2 separate regions of the Ovis aries genome follow, and region 1 is linked to region 2. The links are chromatin contacts, called in public Hi-C maps. All regions are on one chromosome and are shown on one strand. Each heading gives the region's core, a stretch centred on a gene start, on an enhancer-like site or on the middle of the called end of the contact. The rest is flanking DNA. Distances are from core to core; before and after follow the strand shown. Region 1 has its middle 53 kb from the start of NEURL1B. Region 2 has its middle 35 kb from the start of SH3PXD2B.

Region 1 (3,746 bases), core at 229-2,728, 210 kb after region 2:
ATCATATTCTTGTCTAATGCTTCAGCAGGCAAAGCCCACGCCCTGACCCTGAGCATCCCTGATGCAGCTGGCCTCAGAGGAGTTTTGCCACAGTGTATACATGGAGATTTCTCTTTCCCTCGTTCCCTGGGTTCCTGCATGACAACAATCAATGATAATAGCAAATCATTTAATGACCACTTACTATGTGGTAGGGCTTCCCAGGTGGTGTTAGTGGTAAAAGAACCTGCCTCCCAATGCAGGAGACAGCGGTTCAATCCCTGCATTGGGAAGATACCCTGGAGAAGGAAATGGCAACCCACTCCGGTATTCCTGGGAAAACCCATGGACAGAGGAGCCTGGTGGGCTACAGCCCATGGGGTCGTCAAAGAGTCGGATACAACTTAGCGACTAAAACAAATGGAGAAAAAACCAGGATTCAGACAGCTTAAGGAACTTTTTCCCACGGTCTATGGCCTCTCAAAAACAAAATAATTCCTTCTCTTTCTTTTAGTAATGATTTCCCAGAATCTGAATTTAGTGATTTTTCAAGGGCAAGTGGGCCTGAAACATATGCACCTGTGTTTTCATTGACCTACAAACAGCCATTCAGGGAAGTATTATGGTCCCATTTTACAGACAAGGAAAGAGAGGCTCAGAGAGTACAATGCCCTGCCTGAATCACACAACTTGTGAGCTGTGGAGCCCAGGATATGAATCAAGTCTGGTTCCTTCCATGGCATCACAGCTTGTCTGTGAGTAAATTATGTGTGGGGTGGGGAGGGGGGTGCGGAGGAAGAGAAGAAGGGGAAAGAGAAGAGAGAGCAGGAAAAGTGAGAGAGGAGGGGGCGGAAGAGAAGCAGAGGGGAGGGAACCAGACTCAGCACCTAGAAGGGGAAGGAGCGAGAAAAGCTGTGTCAGGCTGGGTCCTCAGCTTACATAATGCCCACTAGTCCAACTCCGGGGACAGGAAATCTTTGCCTCTCCCTTCAGGCTCAAGTCTCCTGGCTCTTGGAAGCTGATCTTGGCTCCCACACAGAGATGTGGAAAACATCAACTTTCCAGGCATCCAGCTATGGGAACCAAGCCCCAATCTTGGCTGTTAAATGCACCCAGGAGAAGCTTCCAGAAGCCCCTGGGGCAGCTGCAAAAGAGTGCTCTGAGCAGGCTGGCCCCAATTCCTCAGCCCCTGCCCCTCCTGGCTATGACTTGCCCAGGTCTAAACCTTTCTCTCTGAATTCAGAGCCTCAGACTCCCCTCTCGCCTCTCTCCCATGCTAGGGAAAGACTTCAGCCATCCTTTGAGGAGTCTGGGGGAACTACTCAGGAGTCAGCCAGACAGGCCGGAGGTCATGGCCACACTCAGAACAACAAGCTGGGGCACTTCGGTCTCCCCAAGATGCCTCTAGGGAATGCCGTTCATCTGGAAGTCTGTGTGGATGAGATTAGGAGGCGCCTTCTCTGCGCCTCACTTCACGGCCTCTAGGTGGGGCTGTAGAGCACTCACTCCCCAGGTCCTGACCGAGCTGGTGTGAAAGCGTTAGCGGCTCTGTTGTGTCCGACTCTTTGTGACCCCATGGACTGTAGCCCGCCAGGCTCCTCTGTCCATGGGATTTCCCGGGCAAGAATACTGGAGTGGGTAGCCATTCCCTTCTCCAGGGGATCTTCCCGACCCAGGGATCAAACCCGGGTCTCCTGCGATGCAGCCAGATTCTTTACCATCTGAGCCACCAGGGAAGCCCTTTGAGGGGGCTACACCCTGGCTTCTCGGTTCCCAGCAGGTGGATCCACTGTGATGAAGTCTAGCACGAGGTGGGGGTCAGGGGATGAGAACGCGGGCTTGGGAGACAGACAGGCCTGAAGGTCCTGCCCCGCCTCTGCGGTGGAGCGAGTTACGGGCCCTCTCTGAGCCTCCACATCCTTGAGGGAAGGGTGTCAGCCCCCGTGGATGATCAGGACGCTCTGTGTCAGGAAGTGGCTGGCACGTCGGCGGCACCCAGTGTGGCGGCCACTGTCCCTACCGGGACTGTAGGCCCACCACGCCACTCCCCTCTCCCTGTCCCAGCCTAGCCAGGGGCCACCTCTGGCCGCTGCAGCCCCTTGGACCTCCCTCTGGGCCTGCCCTCCCTCAAGGAGTGCGCTCAGGACACTGCTGGCAGCCCCTGCTGGTGGCCAGCCCAGGGCTCCCAAACAGCAGAAAGTTGATTTCAACGTCTCCCTCCCGCAGCATGCGATTTCTGGCAGTAGCCCACCTCCCACCCACAAGGAATGAAAGTGAGGGGCCATCAGGTGGCGGGGGCCCCCAGGCCTCTGAGCTGGCCCCAGCCCCTCACCCCAGGCTTGTTTTGGCTCCCTGTCAAGAATGCTGGCCCAGGCCTGGGAGGCTGACTGACCTCAGACTCCAGAGGGAAAGTCACACTTTCGTTCAATTCCCGGGAGCAACCCTGCATTCCAGGAAGGGCGTGGGAAGGGCCAGGCCTCCCCCACTGACTGAGCTGAGTGGGGAGCTGACCGCCCCCAGGCCATCAAATCGGCACTGGCCTGCATCCCCTCTGGCATCCCCTAAGGGGGACCTGCCCCACCGTGGAGCCATGGAGACGGGGTTCCGAGAGGGGATGCCCAGTGCCACCACAGGGCAGGAATGCAGGGAGGTGCCGGGGAGATGCTCTAGCAGTCCCCATCTACCCTCAGCTCCTGGCGGTAGCTGATTCGCCACCCCCTTTGCTACGGTCATCCCCACCTCCAGAAGAAAAGAAATCTTCTCTACAACTGTGAACAATCCAGGTCTCCCTCGAGCCTCTGTCCCCCAACAGGTGGTCCCAAGGCTGTCTGGAGCCAACTGCAGAGCCATCTCTTCCAGCCCAGCCTTGCTGTCAGCCCTACTCCCTACCCCCAGGGTTGTTCTCAGAGGCGCCAGTGCTGGGGGAGGCTTCCCTGGGGAGGTCACCCAAGAGCTGGGCCCTGGAGGATGGACAGCTGTTGGCAAGCAGAGAGGATCGGGCTGAGCAAGTGGGGTCAGCAACAGAGTGGTATGAGCACAGAGGCTGCGGGCAGCTGTTTAAGGAGCTGTCCACGGCGGGGCAGAGGTCCCCAGAGACATTTTCCTTCTGCTCCAACCAGCCTCTCTTTCTCCAAGAGGTTCCCACGACTCCCCTACCCGGAGGCTCCTGGACAGACTGAAGACAGGGCTCCAGGAGGGACAGACAGAAGGGTGGGCCGAGGGCAAGAGAGTAGCCCTTGGAGGGTGGCCTTGTGATGCTGGGTGGGGGCGCCCTCTCCTGGGATCACCTTTCCCCATTCCCATCGTTAGGCAGTGACCCTGGAAGTCCCACGCTCTAGAGAAGGGGGTTTTCTTGGCTCCTCCTTGAGAGGGAGCAGAGGTTTCTTTCTAGAAGATGGAGTACTGTTGCCCTCTAGTGGCTTTGGCACAAGGTGGCAAAAATCAAAGTCAAGGTCCACGTGCTGGGTGGGCTCTACTGCCCCCGACCCCATCCCCAGCAGTGTTCGGATGTCCCCAGGTGACCCGGGAATCCAGGCTTCTGCAAATGGCATGGCGGATCTGCGTAAGCTTGAGGAGGCATGTTAGGGTGACTGAGGTTCCATTTGAGTCTGGGGTCGGGCTAGAACTGAGGTGGCGGACACAGTGGCAGTGGACTCAGGCTGGGGCCAGGACGGGATCCTTCCCAGATCCCACCTCTGGTCCCCACCTCGGGCCACTGGTCTGATTGGCTCCGCTTAACCTACACGCAACCCTGTGTCAGGCACAAT
Region 2 (4,279 bases), core at 652-3,151:
AATAGGAAAAGGAGTGCGTCAAGGCTGTATATTGTCACCCTGCTTATTTAACTTCTATGCAGAGTACATCATGAGAAACGCTGGGCTGGAAGAAGCACAAGCTGGAATCAAGATTGCCGGGAGAAATATCAATAACCTCAGATATGCAGATGATACCACCCTTATGGCAGAAAGTGAAGAGGAGCTAAAAGCCTCTTGATGAAAGTGAAAGAGGAGAGCGAAAAAGTTGGCTTAAAGCTCAACATTCAGAAAACGAAGATCATGGCATCCAGTGCCATCACTTCATAGATGGGGAAACAGTGGAAACAGTGTCAGACTTTGTTTTTCAGGGCTCCAAAATCACTGCAGATGGTGACTGCAGCCATGAAATTAAAAGATGCTTACTCCTTGGAAGGAAAGTTATGACCAACCTAGATAGTATATTCAAGAGCAGAGACATTACTTTGCCAACTAAGGTCTATCTAGTCAAGGCTACAGTTTTTCCTGTGGTCATGTATGGATGTGAGAGTTGGACTGTGAAGAAGGCTGAGTGCTGAAGAATTGATGCTTTTGAACTGTGGTGTTGGAGAAGACTCTTGAGAGTCCCTTGGACTGCAAGGAGATCCAGCCAGTCCATTCTGAAGGAGATCAGCCCTGAGATTTCTTTGGAAGGAATGATGCTGAAGCTGAAACTCCAATACTTTGGCCACCTCATGCGAAGAGTTGACTCATTGGAAAAGACTCTGATGCTGGGAGGGATTGGGGGCAGGAGGAGAAGGGGACGACCGAGGATGAGATGGCTGGATGGCATCACGGACTCAATGGGTGTGAGTCTGAGTGAACTCCGGGAGTTGGTGATGGACAGGGAGGCCTGGCGTGCTGCGATTCATGGGGTCGCAAAGAGTCAGACACGACTTATCAACTGAACTGACTGAACTGACTGACTGATAACAACACTGAAGAAGAGGAAAGAGAGCTCTCTTTTATAGTAGAGTACCAATGAATACAGTTAGAAGGGATGAAAGAGTATAAAATCACCATTTGGTAAGCAATAATTGGTTGCAGGCGAAGATTGTGAGTGAAGGCTAAAGCTGGTAGGTGAAAGTTTGTTGGACAGAACTGTTGCATGGTCTTGCAGAGCTGTCCTATGCTTTACTCATCAGTTACAAGAGGACCAGGGTACAATGAAGCAATCTTGTGGATATTCATCAAGCATGGTGAGCTTTCCCTGTTCAGAAGGATGAGTGCTCATCTGAGAAGTTCACAGTAGGCATACACAGGCTCTGCCTCTGGACTACCTGGGTCAAGGCCCAGCTTAACTCTGGGCAATCCTGGGTACTTATCCTTTCCGGGCTTCATTTATAAACTGGAAATACCAGTAGCACTTACTTCCCAGAGTTATTGTGAAGGTGAACAGAGCTGGCTTGGAGAATGCCCCTAGAACAGAGCACAGTGGACTCGTAGCAAGCACTTGGAAAGTGTTGGCAGCTCTTATCACAAAGGAGCCACGCCGTCCAGGGCGCAGACGATGCTCAACCAATGCTGTTTGCATCCCTTCCTCTCTCCTCCCCATCTGGCAAATAGAGCCTGGGCGTTGGGACGCTTTGGCCTGGGTTTGACCCTGGTTCTCCTATTGAACAACTGAGTGACCTTGGCCAGAGCAGCAAACCGCTTGAAGTCTCAGTGTTTTCTTCTGTGTAATGGGCACTGCAAGGATTGTTGTGAGGATTAAATGAGAAGGCTCACGGAAAGAGCCCGGCACACAGCAGGTGCTTATTGAAAGGTCAATGTTACCGGCTACTTTGTCAGCTTGGGGCTGTTGGGACTCTTGGCTCTGTAATCAAGAGTCCTGTCTTCCTGTCTCCCGCCAGGTGGGGGCAGTCACTGCCTTCTTATTCCCCGCGTGCTCATAGAAGACTTTTCCAGCAGCCAGCTCACTCGCCACCAGAGGGCTTTGTCGCCTCTTTTAAAAGCATTCTTGGGTGGACAGAGTCCTGGATGACAGACAAACCCATCAGATTCTAATTTGGTTCTCAGTTGATTGTGTCTTCATCTGAAACGAGCGGCCAGACAGCCCCCCACTCTGAGCTCGCTCTGGCTGGGACTGCCACGCCCACTCCAGGTGCCCTGACGCGGACCCAGTTTTGTAGAGAGATGCTGCCCAGGTACACAGGTGAGGCCCGCTCTATCCTCCACGTGAGAGGGCAGTGCCAAGCTTGAAAATGCTAGAGCTGCTTCGCCAAAGATGCGCACTCCCCCATTCATCTGCCTTCCACTCTGAGCCCCCACAGATGCTGAAGGTGCAGGGGCTGACTCAGCTGCAGCCTGAGTGAGTCAGTTTTCACAACTCACAACTCATGGTGGCTTCACACAGGGGACTGGATCCATGCTCACTGTGACTATGCCAGTCTTGCTTCTGTAAGAGCAAGGAGGCAGGGATGGAGAGGAAATGTTCTCCAGTGAGTCCTGCCTGCCCCACAGTGTGCTAAGGGCCCTGCAAGGGTCAGACGGAGAGAGTGACTTGCGCAGTGTCACACGGCTCGGAGTGGGCAAGCTGGATCTGAACTCCAGTTGTCGGGCTAAAGAACCATGATACGTTCCCCATTTTCCATCCAGCCCCAAACCAGCGGCCTTTGTGGAGAGTCAGTGCTGTGCCCAGACCTGCGTGGGTGTCTCTGGGAGATACAGGGAGAATGATCAGCCTGTTGGCGAGATAAGACCCATTTATTGCCGTTGTTATTTATTATTGTGTATGCGTTAGCTGCTCAGTCACGTCCGACTCTTTGCAACCCCAAGGACTGTAGCCTGTCAGACTCCTCTGTCCATGGGGTTCTCCAGGCAAGAATATTGGAGGGGTTGCCATTTCCTTTTCCAGGGGATCTTCTGGATCAAACCCACATCTCCTGCATTGCAGGCGGTTTCTATGCCTCTTGAGCTACCAGGGAAGCCCTTGCATATTACTACCCTTTGAAATCCCAGAGGAAGAGGGACAGAACCAGGCTGGAGGAGAAGGAGCAGGATTTCTTTCGATGATTGAGAGGAAATGTTTTCCTGCAACTTATACTTCAGTCTGGACTTCTTAAAACTGTTCTTTTTCACTAGTTTGGCTAAATATATCTTTCTATGAACATTTGCACAGATTTTTGTCTTGTCACTTTTTTCCCCCCGAGTGACTGGTGTCACGGGCAGAGTTTGCTTCTGGAATCATGCTGACCTGGTTTTGAATTCTGACTCTGGCTAAATGAGCGGTGTGACCTTGGACAAGTTACTGAACCTATCTGTGTTTCATCGTCTTCATCTGTGAAATGGAAATTAGAGTATGTTTCTCATGAGGTTCTTTGGAGAGCTTGAAAGTATACTTTCCATTACGAAACACTTCAAACACAAGTAAGAAACACAGAAAAGACAGTTTACAGTCCCAGGTGCTCACCTTGTAGCTACAACAGTGTTGACGTTCAAGACACGTTTGTTTCACTACTCCTTTCGTCCATGTTGCCCCCATCCCAGTGGATCATTTTGAAGCAAATTCTTATCATTATGGCATTTTATTTGTAAATATTGTGATACATGTCTCGCTTTTAAAACATAGCTTTAGAGAGGTTTCATGGAGCTTATTCTTTGTAACCAGGATTTTTAATAAAATTTACAGGATCTGATGAGAGCTCTCATGTCCTGCCATTAGAGTTTTCCAAGAATAATTGCAATCACATGCTCTTGCTTATTGACTGTTGGCTCATTTGACTGCAGACACAAGCAGCCATTAGACTACTGAGTTATAATCCAGCTACAGTTATATACCTGATGACCGTTTTTGGGGGGCAGTGCTATCTACCGAGCTATGTTTTTACAACCCTTTAAGGTGAGAATGACTATCTTCATCTGTAGGCAAGGAAAAAGAGACACAGAGAGGTTAAGGCGTCTCCTGGGTCACACAGCAGTGAGTGGTTGAGGTGGAGTTTGAAACCAAAGCCTGTTTGACTCCAGAGTCCGTATCCTGTCCTCTGTCCTGGGCTGTGATCTGTGGAATTTCAATTGGCTCCTCTGTTGAGACTGTAGATTCTTCAGGGTAAGGGCTCTACCTCACATGGCTATTTCCATGGTCCCCAGAAGTCTGATGATTTGACTAATACAAAGTCCAGAGCAATCTCTGAAAATTGGTGTGTAAAAGCCAATCTTATCATCATCACCATCAGTTTGAACACAAGTGCTGGTTGCATATATCCACGTAGCACAGTACTCAGACCCTGCGGGGGGTTAAATACGCAGTCTCTGTCCTCGAGGTTATTTACGGCACCTGCCA

What was found. A called contact is a pair of places that touch in the nucleus more often than the background predicts.
Region 1: a Hi-C map of hypothalamus shows a contact between it and region 2, with 9 times the contacts expected there. The contact joins two enhancer-like sites. A contact is called at or near these places in 9 of 16 Hi-C or Micro-C datasets (blood, hypothalamus, liver and 5 more).

What each region holds. Positions count from the first base shown.
Region 1 is chr16:4,628,918-4,632,663 of ARS-UI_Ramb_v3.0, forward strand. No RefSeq gene overlaps it. Among named protein-coding and RNA genes, the nearest start is that of NEURL1B, 53 kb to the left of the region's middle. Within about 2 kb of position 1,479, at least 8 of the 54 cell types and tissues checked have an H3K27ac peak or open chromatin away from gene starts, as enhancers often do.
Region 2 is chr16:4,416,305-4,420,583 of ARS-UI_Ramb_v3.0, forward strand. No RefSeq gene overlaps it. Among named protein-coding and RNA genes, the nearest start is that of SH3PXD2B, 35 kb to the left of the region's middle. Within about 2 kb of position 1,902, at least 7 of the 54 cell types and tissues checked have an H3K27ac peak or open chromatin away from gene starts, as enhancers often do.